Linked DNA regions of Mus musculus: region 1 is linked to region 2. A link is a contact called in public promoter capture Hi-C data. All regions are on one chromosome and are shown on one strand. Each heading gives the region's core, a stretch centred on a gene start, on an enhancer-like site or on the middle of the called end of the contact. The rest is flanking DNA. Distances are from core to core; before and after follow the strand shown. Region 1 overlaps Mob3b (MOB kinase activator 3B). Region 2 overlaps Mob3b (MOB kinase activator 3B).

Region 1 (5,804 bases), core at 2,074-4,573, 180 kb before region 2:
ATGTGGCAGGCCAAATGGGCACCGCCACTCAGTGAGGTGAGCCAAGACTAGGTCTCTTCAGGTCTCTCTGCACAATGGACTGTGAGTGGCAAGAAATTCAGGCACCGGGCTGCAGAGATCAGCTGTGTGCAGGCCCAGAAGCATCCTGTAATTAAAATGGGGGAGGGCATACTGCGGTTTTTCTTCCTCCCTCTCTCCCTCCCCCACTTCCTTCCTTCCTGTTCTCTCTTTCTTTGCCCACTGGGTTTTGTTATGCGTTTTCATTCACATCTTGTTTTTGTTGACCCTTGTCCCAAACCCCCTTCCCTCAAGCCCCTCCCCTCCCTGCTTGTCCTCTTCCTCCTCAAAGTAGCCCCAGCTCCACTATAACCCTCTCTGCTCTCCTCATGTCCTTTAAGATCTCTTTCACCTTCCATGGTCCATTTTGTAGTTTCATGACCTGTAACCCACCCAAACACACACACAACTAAAACCTGGAGTTTGCACAGGATAGAAAACATGTAGACTTTGGCTTTTCTGAGTCTGGAATATTTTGCTTAATATATATATATATATATATATTTCTTAGTTCCATCCATTTTCCAGCAGATTCATAATTTCATTGTTTTCTTTATGGCTGAATGACATCTCATAGAGCGTCTTTTCCTTCTCCAGCGGCCTGACGATGGACAGTTGGCTACTCTGGTTTCCTGCATACTGTGAATAGTGCAGCACTAAGTGCAGATGTGAGCTCTGTCTATGGTAGAGCTTCGGATATGTGCCCGTAAGCTAAGCCATACGGTAGTTGCCTTTTTGCTTCTTTGAGATCGCTCAACACTGATTTCCATAATGGCTGCACCAGCTTCTTATATTGATTGCCACATATGTCTTTCTCCTCACATTTTCTCAAGATTCACTGACTTTCCTTTTCCAAGTTTTTTTTTTTTTAATCGTGTGACGTGTGGAGGAAGTCATCCGTGGGCTGTTAAACATGTCAGCATCACAGGCAGTTGTGATGTGCCCGTGTTAGTGCTGAGAACTGAACTTAGATCTCTGGAAGAGTGGTGCAGACTCTAACCACTGAGCCACCTTTCTAGTCTCGTTTGTTCTCTTGGTGATGATGCCCCCTCCACCTCAGTGGAACGACAAGAGCGTTTTCACTGGTGTTTCTCTCAGATAAGATTCTGAAAGCTTTTCCATAGCCTTGTGTTTCGCCTCTTGAGAACTATCTGTTTATTTCCCAGACCCATTATCAACTTGACGATGTAGGTGCTTTGCTATGTTTAATTCTGGCAGTTCTGCTAGATATTAATGCTCCTTTGTAATAAAACAGGCCACGATGTTTTTTCCTATTCTGTAGACCATTTTCTCACCGTGCTGATAGCTTCCTCTGCTAGGAAGAAAATTTTAAATTCATCCAATCTCATTTGTCAGTTCATGGGATTATTTGCTGTGCTATTGAAGCTTTGTTCACAAAGTTCTCGCTGTCTTGTTTCTGAAGCTACTGCAAATGGGGACTTCTTCCTCAGAACGTTTATTTTTGGTATACATGACTCTTGTGTGCTGACTTTTTTGCACCCCCATATCTTTGCTGACGGTATTTATTATCAGATCTAAAACAGAAGCTGTGAGTTACCAAGGAGTTGCTGCTCTGACAGGCCTGAACCTGCTGGCTCTTGGGAGGAATGTGGAAGTCTTTGGGATGTTGGATTAGGAAAATGGTGGGACACTGTAAGTGGGGCTCAGTGAGCCATCGAATAGGCGCTAGGGGCAATGTGGGTTGTAGGGAACTGGCTCAAGGAGTTTCAGAGGGAAACTATTAGCAACCAGGCTTGAGACCATTCTAGTAACATTTTGGCAAAGATTGTGGCTGCTTTTTGCCCTTGTCCTCAGAATCTGGCTGAGGCTAAAATACAAAGCAATGAACTGATGGCAGTCGGTGGAGATTTCCAGACAGTCTAGTATTGTCCCTGACATGCAGTGATTATTGATCACCCTTATGCAGTTCTACAACGAAAACGGGGCAAGTGAGGCAAAAAGAAATACAGAATGCTACAGTTTGAAAAGTAGCAGCCGGAAGTGTGACGTTGGAGTCAAGGCTTGAGTTGGAAGAGAAAAGCCCTGATTCAAACTAGAATAAAGAGAGTGGTGCCCTTAGGGCAAGACCCCATCCAGCTAAGTTTCCAGCTTGTAAAAAGCAAAGGCCTGAGGTATTTTCTTCCCCCTCCCCCACCAGCACAAAACAGTAAAGGTTTAGCAGAATCTTCCTCCAAGGTTAAGGAGAGCTGCTGAGGCCAGGCTAGTGGCTGGGGCCTGACATGGAGTCCCAGAGAGGTCAATGCAGGAAGCTATGAAAAGAGACACCAAGATGTTACAGGTGCCAGAGCCATGGGATGCTTGCCAAGGAGAGCTGCACACGGGCATAGAACCATCCCAAGAGAAATAAGTGTGTTTTAGTTGCAACGTTGGAGGGGGTCGGGGGAGCCATCTCAGCCCTCTAGACAAGAGATGTGGAGTTCCAGGATTTGGAGTTTGCCATGCAGGGTTTCCGTCTTATGAAATATTCTGTGTGTGTGTGTGTGTGTGTGTGCTCAAGACAAGGTCTCCCTATGTAGCCTTAATTGTCCAGGAACTTACTTTGTAGATCAGCCTGGCCTTGAACTTACAGAGATCTGAGTGACTTTTCGTCCCTTCTACAGCTGACTAGGAACCAGTAGTTCTTAATATATGAATCTATTTGGTTTTTTTTTTTTTTTTTTGCTGAGTGAAGAAATGTATCTTAGGCGAGAAAGGAGCATTGGAAAAAACCCACATTAATCTGTCATTTGACAATTGCCTTGTGTGACACGACCTACACAGGTCGATCTTTCTCATACGTGCCACCCATCTTACCATCACGCTGGCATACGTGGTGCTCATCCTTGCTAACCCAAGGTCAGGGTTTGACCGTGTGACAGGCAGGCCCCCTGGGTCACATGGACCTGGAGTTCATTGCTGTTGCTGGAGTGATGGAAAGATTAGAATTTTAGGAGAACTGGACTCTATTTCTGTGAAACGTCTGACTTCAGCAAACAGCAGCATTGGCCCCATTCGTCACCCCCACTCCTCCATTCATTTAGGCCAGATGTTTTCTGTTTTAAGTATCCACACTGATATTGCTCTTCTGCCTACAGGAATGGTCTTAGGAGAAAATGTAAGCTCTATATCATTTTCAGGCTGTCCATCTAGAATTCCAATTTGATTTTCTGTTTGCATTTATTGCAGGCGTCTGATCCCTGTACTCTTCGTGTTTTCTGCACGAGTTAATAATTCAACATACTTTTAACAGGGTCATTTATTTTTAGAGAAATGGCCTTTGAAATGGAGGAATAAACATCTTGATTTCTTACATCCGCTGACACAGGCCTCTTCAAGTTTAGAGCTAAGCTTCGTAAACCTTTTCTACTTGTGACCTTGTTTGCCCAAGAAATCTTTACACAACCCCAGGTATACAGAAATACACAGTAGGCATGAAACTGAGATCTTTTTACGTAGCATTATAGATAGTAAAGCTGGAAGGGAAGCAAATTTGCACCGATGAGATATGGGTGTGTTCATTTCATGTAAAGAATTAGATCGTGGGTGGATATCTGAGTCTGTAATACGAGGAACATCGCACGTTGATGCCACTTCACATAAACATACAACACAAAATGGCTGAAGTATGCTTAGGGCCCTTTCAGAAGCTGTTGGCCGATCGATCCGAAGCTCTAATTTCTAATCTCAAAATGTCTCTAGCAGGTTTTTAAAGGAAATGCAAGTAAGCTACCCAAATAGCATTTTAAAAATCAAATCTTACAGAATCCAACCCCGAAGATGTACTGATTGCTGCTTGCATACTGAGGGATGATGGCAAGAAAAAGTTAAACGCCGTTGCTTTCTAGACTTCCATCACCGTGTTTCTGTAAAAGCAGGGAATTCTGTGTGCGCAGCCGCAGTTCATAGCAAGCGGTGCTCTGGAGTCTGAGCGACTCCGGGGAAACAGCACACAGTGTGAAGTGAGCATGCTCTGCGTCCATTACCAAGGCCCTAGTGACGCCATGCGCATGACTGAGTGCCACCAGCATCCCTGATTCATTGTGTATTTGATTTTGGGTCACGGTGTGTTCAGAAACCTCTTATTTTTGCCAAATTTTCCCATGACACGCCCCCTCAATGCTCCCTGATATCCTGCCAGGGATCATGGGGTAGCCTTTATACATTGCTTTCTTAGCCCCTGATCCTACTGCTCCAAAAACCAGATTGCTAAGATTACAGTCATTTACCACAATTGGCTGGACATGACTTATTTTTAAAAAAATTTTTTTTTAACTTTTTATTGATTCTTTGCGAATTTCACACCATTCACCCCAATCCCGCTCATCTCCCTATCCCTTTGCATATATGCCCTCTGCCCTTGCAACCCCCCCCCAATAAAATAAAGTAAAATAAGATAGAATAAAAAAAATCTTGTCGTGGGATCTGTACTGTGTGACACACATCTTTCCTTGCAAATGCTCATTGCAGTGAGTCATTGGTTTGTTGGAGGCCTCTGGCTTCTGCTGCCCTATCAAAACTGGATCCTCACCAGGACCCCTCTCGGATGTCCTGCCGTTGCTCTGTGTAATGGAGAACGCAGCTTTGGGTCTGCAGGACCAGCTCTTTAATGCTCCAGCAGATCATAGATGGGGTAGATGTTGGGGTAAGCCAACTCAAAGACCTGGATCTGGGCCTGGGAGGTAGCTGAGTTTGTAAGCCTGCCAGCTGTCCTGTGTCCTTAATAAGCCACCAGGGCTAGCTGCCCCAGCTGGCTCACCTGATGCCGCAGTCAGTAAGTGACCATAGCTATCAGCTCTCCTGCTGTCATGCCCTGGGGCCAGCTCACCATTTGTCACCAGGGCCAGCTCCATGATGCTGCCAGGCAAGGTTTATGACTACAGACCACCCCAAACCCTGGCAGTAGCATGGACCTGGATGTCCCCATGGCCTTGGGTGGTAGCTCAGGCTACTTAGATCAGCTAGCACTCCCCACTCTCCACCCCCAGACAACAGGGACCTTATATATCCAAATGGTTCTCCAGTGTCAGCCCAGATCACAGACCTACACTTGGCCTTTGGTGGTAACTCTGGCCACAGACATTGAGACAGACCCCCAGCTGCAGCAGGACCACAGACCCAGGCATGGCCCTTGATGGTAGCCCAGGCCAGGACCTCACTGTGGCCTCCTCATATATGTTCTTCATTGCCGTCAAGTCTCTGGTCCCACCTTCTCCATGGTGTCCCAAACTCTCAGCTTCTCCTCTTCCATCTCTCCACATGGACTCCATCTTTCCTGTCTCCCCATCATACATTTATCCATCATAGTGGCACCTGTGGCAAGTGCTTGGGTGCCTTTCTTCTGGCCACCCCGGGTTGGTGTGGCTGGGGCAGGCACTTGGCTGTCTTTCTTCTGGCCTCGGTCTCAATCGTCTTTTTAAATTTTATGTGTATGAGTGTTTGTCTATGCATCATGTGTGTGCCCGGTGCCTTCAGAAGGACATGACTTTTAATTAAAACGTCTTCCTTTTTAATTGTGTGAGGGCTTCCTTTCATACGTGTATGCAAGGCGTGTTGATTAAATCGACCCTCCATCACCTCCTCTCCAGTTCCTCCCCTGTCTCCTACCTCCTTTATGAATTTTTTTGGTTTGGGTTTCATTTTTAACTTACTGAGTCTATTTAGTGATGCCTGTCTGCGCGTTGGAATGGGACCGGCTGCTGGAGCACGCGCAGCCAGCCTTGTCAAGGCACTGGATCCCTGTCTTACGT
Region 2 (6,219 bases), core at 1,505-4,004:
GAACTAAGTGAAAAATCTGTTCTGATTTTATAGCACCCAAACTCACATCTGTCTATTGTCCTTGGTGCTTTAACACCAGTGTCCGTATTGTTGTCCTGTGTCAGAAGCACCCTTCCCCCATCTGTAGGCAGGAATGATCTCCCTCAGGCTAGTATGGATGAGTTTGGTACCACAGCATCTCTTGCTCATGCCAACTAAGTACTCCTCCATTGGCATTGCCAGGTCAGGAGGGACTTGCATTGGCTATAGGTAAGAGATGAGGTCACAGAAGACTGCAGGTCTACTGAGTATAGAAGCCTGGCCCAAGGGGAGTGGGTGTGGCCAGGAGCCAGCTGCAGGGGGAAAGTGGGTCAGTCTGTGTGGGGACCTCACCTTGGCAGCTCTGGGCCATAAGGGCAGAAATGGGGTTCTCAGGATGGTCAGTGATTTTAATCCACATGCTTTGGGGATGGAGGAGGGCTAGCACATAATAAAAGAAACAAACTGGTATAATCTGGACACAAGAAATAGACCATCTGAGATGAAAGGCTATCTGGTCTACCCTCTAACCAGAGGCCCCGAGTTTGCCATCAGAATGGAACTCTTCCTGGTTATGGAGTTCCATTTTGTTTTGTTACTAAGACAGGTAACAAAACAAAATGGAAAACTATATTCCCTGATTGGCCCAGAACTCACTGTGTAAACCAGCCCAGCCTTGTGACCACACAGAGTTGCCCCTGCCTCTGCTGGGATTAAAAGAAGACGCTAGGATTAAAGGAGTGAGCCACCAATGCCTAGCCGGTTACATGGTTCTGCGTCGCCTACAGCAATTCAGCAGCAGCGTCTGCAGTGTGCTTCTGCCACAGCTCAGGCCCTTTCCCAGAACTGAAACTGAAGCTGAGGAGGACGGGGGCCACATAGGCACCAGGGGCTGGGGATCCAGCACACAACAGTCCCTGGGAAAAAAAAGCCACACAGCAGGTCCCTGTGCTTTTAACATTTCATGTCGTTTCTGTGACCTCAAGAGTGTGTGAGAGCGGCAGAGATGGGGTATCCACCCGTCCCAAGTTTGCTGACAGTGAGTTTTTCCCTTTGAATCAAGTCTAGCATTGCATTGTGGACTTCTAACACTACCCTGTTCCAAACCATGGAGGTTTTGATGGCTACGATGGGAGCGGGGGCATCTTCTCAGGTTATCCTTACCATTTCCAGACCTAGATGTTCTTACACAGAATCTTCCACACTGGCCTTCCTTTCTGCTCTCTGTTCTCGCCCCTTAGTTGGTTCCACTGTTGCTAATATATGTCTTCCTCCATCGTCCTTCTTGTTCCTTACAGTTAGCAGAATGTAATGGAATTAAAAGCAAATGGGAGGCCGGGGGTGTAAGATGCTGTTGCTCTTGTATCCCTGGAGCATTTTAAACACCACTGATGTCCTAAGCTGCATCTCCCCCAAGTGGAGTAATAGGAACAGCATAGGGTTTGCTCGCTTACTGTTAAAGCAACTCAGTCCGGATTGAAAGCCACTAAGAAGCTAAGTGAGCTTGGGCACGCGGCTTAGGTTCAGAGCCAGTCTAATCTAGGTTAAGTTTTGGGGGAGGTGGACGGGTGAAGAAGACACTAGACTGGTTACTGAGGAACTCTTCTACGAGTTTATTAGAAGAGTTATTGTAACCATGGACAGACAGACAGACAGAATAGCAAATGTGCAGCAGAGGTTCCAAGGAAAGCCGAGGCCCCAGCACTAGAGAAGGAAAGCATGGCAGGGTTCTCTAGAGAGATTCAGAACCCACAGGACAGAGGAGGGAGAGAGCCCCTTAGACTTTGGGAGAGGACACAGCGGGAGCTGCAGCCAAGCTCTGATTCCCAGGCAGGAGGCAGGGAAGTAAGGTGATAGGATGTAAACTAGCTTTGGACTCACAATGCCAGACAACTTCCAGACCGGGGGGGGGGGGGGGGTGGGGGGGGGTGGGGGGGGGGTGGCGGTGATGATGATGACAATGATGGTGATATTTAAATCATAGAACTCATAGGAATTTGATTGATGGATGTCAAAATCATCTCTGCGAGCTCTCCAACAGAAGCCATTTTCAGTTTTGAAAGCTGAGGTCAGACGAGGAATTGTGCAACTTATGCAAAGCTTGGGTTGTTTTCTCCACCCTGTACCATAGCTACAAAAACTGGCAAAAGTCATTAAGGCAGCTTTCCTAAAGTGAAATGTGACTTCTCCTGGGTGTTCAGTTCCAGTCCCCCTTCCATTGCTCTTTACGTTACTAGAGCTCTTTTTTTAAAAGCAAGAAATAATGTGAATATTAAAAGTATCCAAAAAAAATCAGAGACTATGTCAAGGACAAAAAATATCAGAAATTGAAAGCACAAAACTAAGCATAATTTAACTTACCCAGCTATAACTCACATTAGACATAAACTGTATTTATAGCTGCCTCAAATCATATATACTGTGTAAGACTTGGAAACATATCCTTCATTGCACAGCAATATACACCAAGGTATACACAATACGCAATTCAGATTGAGGCTGATTGTGTAATGAATTTCAGTGTTAGCAGAAAGCCAGGCAACGGGGACCCAGAATGGAGTGAATAACACTTTCGGAGAGTCACGTAAAGAGTGAGAATTTGCCAAGCACAGAAGAAATGGAGACATTTACTGGGTAGAATCAACAGCCAGGGAGAAACTCCAACACACCAGGCTTGTGGAAATCGGGAAGCTGGTCGGCCTGGCTGTCTGTAAGGTGCAGCCTGTGACCAGAGGGTGGTGGGACCCGCCCTGGCCAGCTTCCTCTCCCAGGCCGCAGACTGTGGAAGTTGGTGAAGGCTGTGGAGAATGAGTCTGACTGGGGTGGCAGATCCAAAGCCTGCCTTTATTTCTTCCATAGGAGTACCACTGAGAAAAATGTTTAATGTTCTAAGTTAGCATTATTACAAACCTGTTAGTAGGTTCCCCCTCCCCCTCATGTCCCCCATCCCCCTTGCTACTCCTGGTCCTCGCTTTACCTCCTCCCCCAGTCCCTTTCCTCCTCGTGGTCTCTCTTCTAGCCACTTGGACTTTATCCACATATATGTATGTGTTCGCGTGCGCGCACTCACACACAGACATTTATACATTACAGGCTAAGATCTGCATGTAGAGAGAGCATGTGGCTTTTGTCTTTCTTTTTTTTTTTTTTTTTTTAAGATTTATTTATTTATTTATTTATTTATTTATTTATTTATTTATTATATGTAAGTACACTGTAGCTGTCCTCAGACACTCCAGAAGAGGGAGTCAGATCTCGTTACAGATGGTTGTGAGCCACCATGTGGTTGCTGGGATTTGAACTCCTGACCTTCGGAAGAGCAGTCGGGTGCTCTTACCCACTGAGCCATCTCACCAGCCCGGCTTTTGTCTTTCTGACATCTTGTTTAATTACATCCCAGTCCATCCATCCATCTTCCTACAAACGTCATAATGCCATTTTTACAGCCGAATGAGATTCCATATAGGCTCTGTATTTCCATTCTCTCTTCGTGTGTTGGTGGACATCTGGGCTGGTTCCATTTCCTTGCTGTTGTGAATAGAGCAGCAATGGACATGGGTGAGCATACATGGTAAGGTAAGTGTATATGCCCAGGAGTGGAATAGCTGGGTCCTAAAATATTGAGATACTTTTCAGGCTAAGTATGCTGAGAATAGTCTCTTGTCAGACTTTTAAGAAATCTCCCCTGCAGAAAGCATCCTAAGCCTGCTTCAGGTTTGAGTAACCTGCCTTATACGTGCTGCGTTCCCAGTCCACTCTCTGAGAAAGACACTGAGCCTGCCGCCCCCCCCCCCCCCTTGAGGAAGGAATGGAGAAATGAATGTCTTTGGTTATGTTAGATTAGCCTTGAGGAGCACTATGTTTATGGCTGGAGACTATCTCTTTAAATGGTTTCATAGCGCCACCAAGTGGCAACGAAGTAGAATGCAGCCTTACAACCTTGGGGCTTCTGTGTGGGGGGGGGGGTGTGTGGGGTGTGTGTGTGTGTGTGTGTGTGTGTGTGTGTGTGTGTGTGTGTGTGTGTGTAAATTCACTCATCCTTACCCCAAAGGGCAGGCCTCCCAGGAATATCAAGGAAGCATGGCATATCAGGTTGCAATAAGACTAGGCACCTCCCCTCATGTTAAGGGTGTATAAGGCAACCCAGTCACAGGAAAAGAGGGCCCGTGCTTTTTAAAATTGAGTGTGAGTGCCTGGCATGCGTGCGAATGCCAGAGGACAACTTGAAGGAGTCAGTTCTCTCCTCGCACCAATGTGAGTCTAGAACGTAAGGTTTTTCAGGTGTGGCAGCAATCGCTTTAACCTGCTGAGCCATCTTGCCAGTCCACACCTATAGATCTGCAAAGGTTAGACCCAAGAATAATGTTCTTCAGTTTGTGAGCTGTCATTAAAACCCTATTTCCCTGTAGGAATTAGAGAGCTCAGAAACAGCTTTTCTTCTGCTCGTTGGGCTCACACTATGGTTCCGAAAGCCCCGTCCCATACTAACTCCTCAAAGCCTAACTCAAGGGCCTTGGATCTGTTCACTCTCTCTCCGCTCTTTTCAAAAAAAAAAAAAAAAACCTCTTCTGTGTTAAGCATACATACTCTAGGAAACATAACTGACTTAAAGCTTTTCTCTACGGCAACTAATCATTCCAACTGATATCAGTCTACTGAAGAAAGCAGTACCACTAGCATTCGAAAATTACCTGCAACCATCTATAATTAATGTATAAGTCAATGAATTTCCAAGTCATCATATCTACTGCTGGCCCAGTGGCTTTTGCGAGTCACTCCTCTCCCTCCAACCTCCTGCCTGGCCAGTACAGTGCACATTCATCTCTCCAGGTGTCAGCCCCGGTTGCAGGATGTTCCTGCAGTTCCCCAGGTAAGAGCAGAAGGGACCTCCTTGGCCTCTTACAACCCTGCTTAGGCTGCCATTCACCTCAAACAAACTGGTTTGGCTCCAAGACTAGAATTCTTCTGGTAGACAGTTGTGGCTCCCTCTCAGAGCTCTGTGTACATAATGACGCGGCCGCCCAAAGCACAGCACGTTCCGTGGGCTCTTCGCAGGGGCTCCTTCCCGTCTGTCTCAGAGCACTGATCATTGCAGATAGTCATGGAGTCAGCTATAAACCCGAAGTCATGTTTATCCTTGGAATTACCCTCTTCCTTTCCAATACACAATCTGCTGTCAGACGTTAACTCAGAATACGAGAACCTGCAGTTTTGATTTTCATGCCCTTGCTTGTTTATACCCCAGGCTAGCCTCAGCCTCCTAAATATTGGGATAACAGTTGTTGTACCACCATGCTGAGTTCACAAGAACCACTGGAGACTCTCGATGGGAAGAGCAGATTTCTCTTATGCTTGGAGTGGCTATTTCCTTTCCTCGCAGGAGGCGCATGGGTCTTTCTTTGCTGTTCACACCCTGCTATGGTCAGGAGCTCTCTGCTCCAGCATAGCAACACCCAATCCCTGAGCCAGTCTCACCTCTCTGCTGCCACAGCTCAGTCCCCTCTACCTCTAAAGCTCAGATCCATATCAGAGTGTGTATTAACAGAAAACTCTTCCTAGAAAACACTTCATGCCGGCGCGGAGTGACTGGTGTCGGGTTTGTGCTTCTGAACCACACAGGAAGGAATCAGAGAAGGGGGCTGAGGTGTATGGCATCCATGCATAGATCAGTGCATTTAACCTGCCCCTGAGCCACTCACTCACTCACACACTACACTGGACAGGTGAAGAGACTGAGAACCTGTGGCTTACTCGATTAAGCAAACATTTATTGAACCTGATTATCAGGCACTGGGGATACAAGGGCCAACGGCGGCCGGCACAGTCCATAGGATCTAACCTGGGATGCCCCAAAGAGCAGAAATGAAAGGCTTTTCTGTAGGCACAATGTCATTGTCCGCAGCGGAAAGTCTGCCCTTCTAGGCTGATTTCCCTATCCCACGACAATCCAGACACAGCACTGTAATGTTTAAGAATCTCCTGTCTCAAGTTTGTATAAACGATGCTCACCAGGTATTCTCTGCCTTGTCAGTGAAATCTGGAACGGCCAATAACTAGGCAATAGAAAGAATAGGGCGGGACTTCATCCAGCCAGGGGAGGAGGGAGAAGAAGAGAGGATTTGACGTGAGGCAGGAGTCCAGAAAGACATCAAAACAAAACGCACCACAAGCCCAGAGAGCCAGACCAATACAAAAATGCCA

Evidence for each region. Promoter capture Hi-C pulls out the DNA fragments that hold promoters and counts their contacts.
Region 1: a promoter capture Hi-C map of liver shows a contact between it and region 2. The contact joins two enhancer-like sites. A contact is called at or near these places in 14 of 39 promoter capture datasets (the 3T3-L1 cell line, 3T3-L1-derived adipocytes, the C10 cell line and 8 more), 10 of 484 Hi-C or Micro-C datasets (the 3T3-L1 cell line, DN3 thymocytes, the HPC-7 cell line and 6 more), 4 of 115 datasets of contacts at active chromatin or transcription factors (differentiating embryonic stem cells, embryonic stem cells and extraembryonic endoderm stem cells) and 3 of 9 other capture datasets (adipose tissue, liver and pancreatic islet).

The regions. Positions count from the first base shown.
Region 1 is chr4:35,132,565-35,138,368 of GRCm38.p6, reverse strand. All of the region lies in intron 1 of Mob3b (MOB kinase activator 3B), which reads left to right. Among named protein-coding and RNA genes, the nearest start is that of Ifnk, 17 kb to the left of the region's middle. Within about 2 kb of position 3,323, at least 11 of the 459 cell types and tissues checked have an H3K27ac peak or open chromatin away from gene starts, as enhancers often do. A contact at or near this core is called in liver, where this site is marked.
Region 2 is chr4:34,956,221-34,962,439 of GRCm38.p6, reverse strand. The region is part of intron 3 of Mob3b (MOB kinase activator 3B); the gene reads left to right. Among named protein-coding and RNA genes, the nearest start is that of Gm33620, 33 kb to the left of the region's middle. Within about 2 kb of position 2,754, at least 13 of the 459 cell types and tissues checked have an H3K27ac peak or open chromatin away from gene starts, as enhancers often do. A contact at or near this core is called in liver, where this site is marked.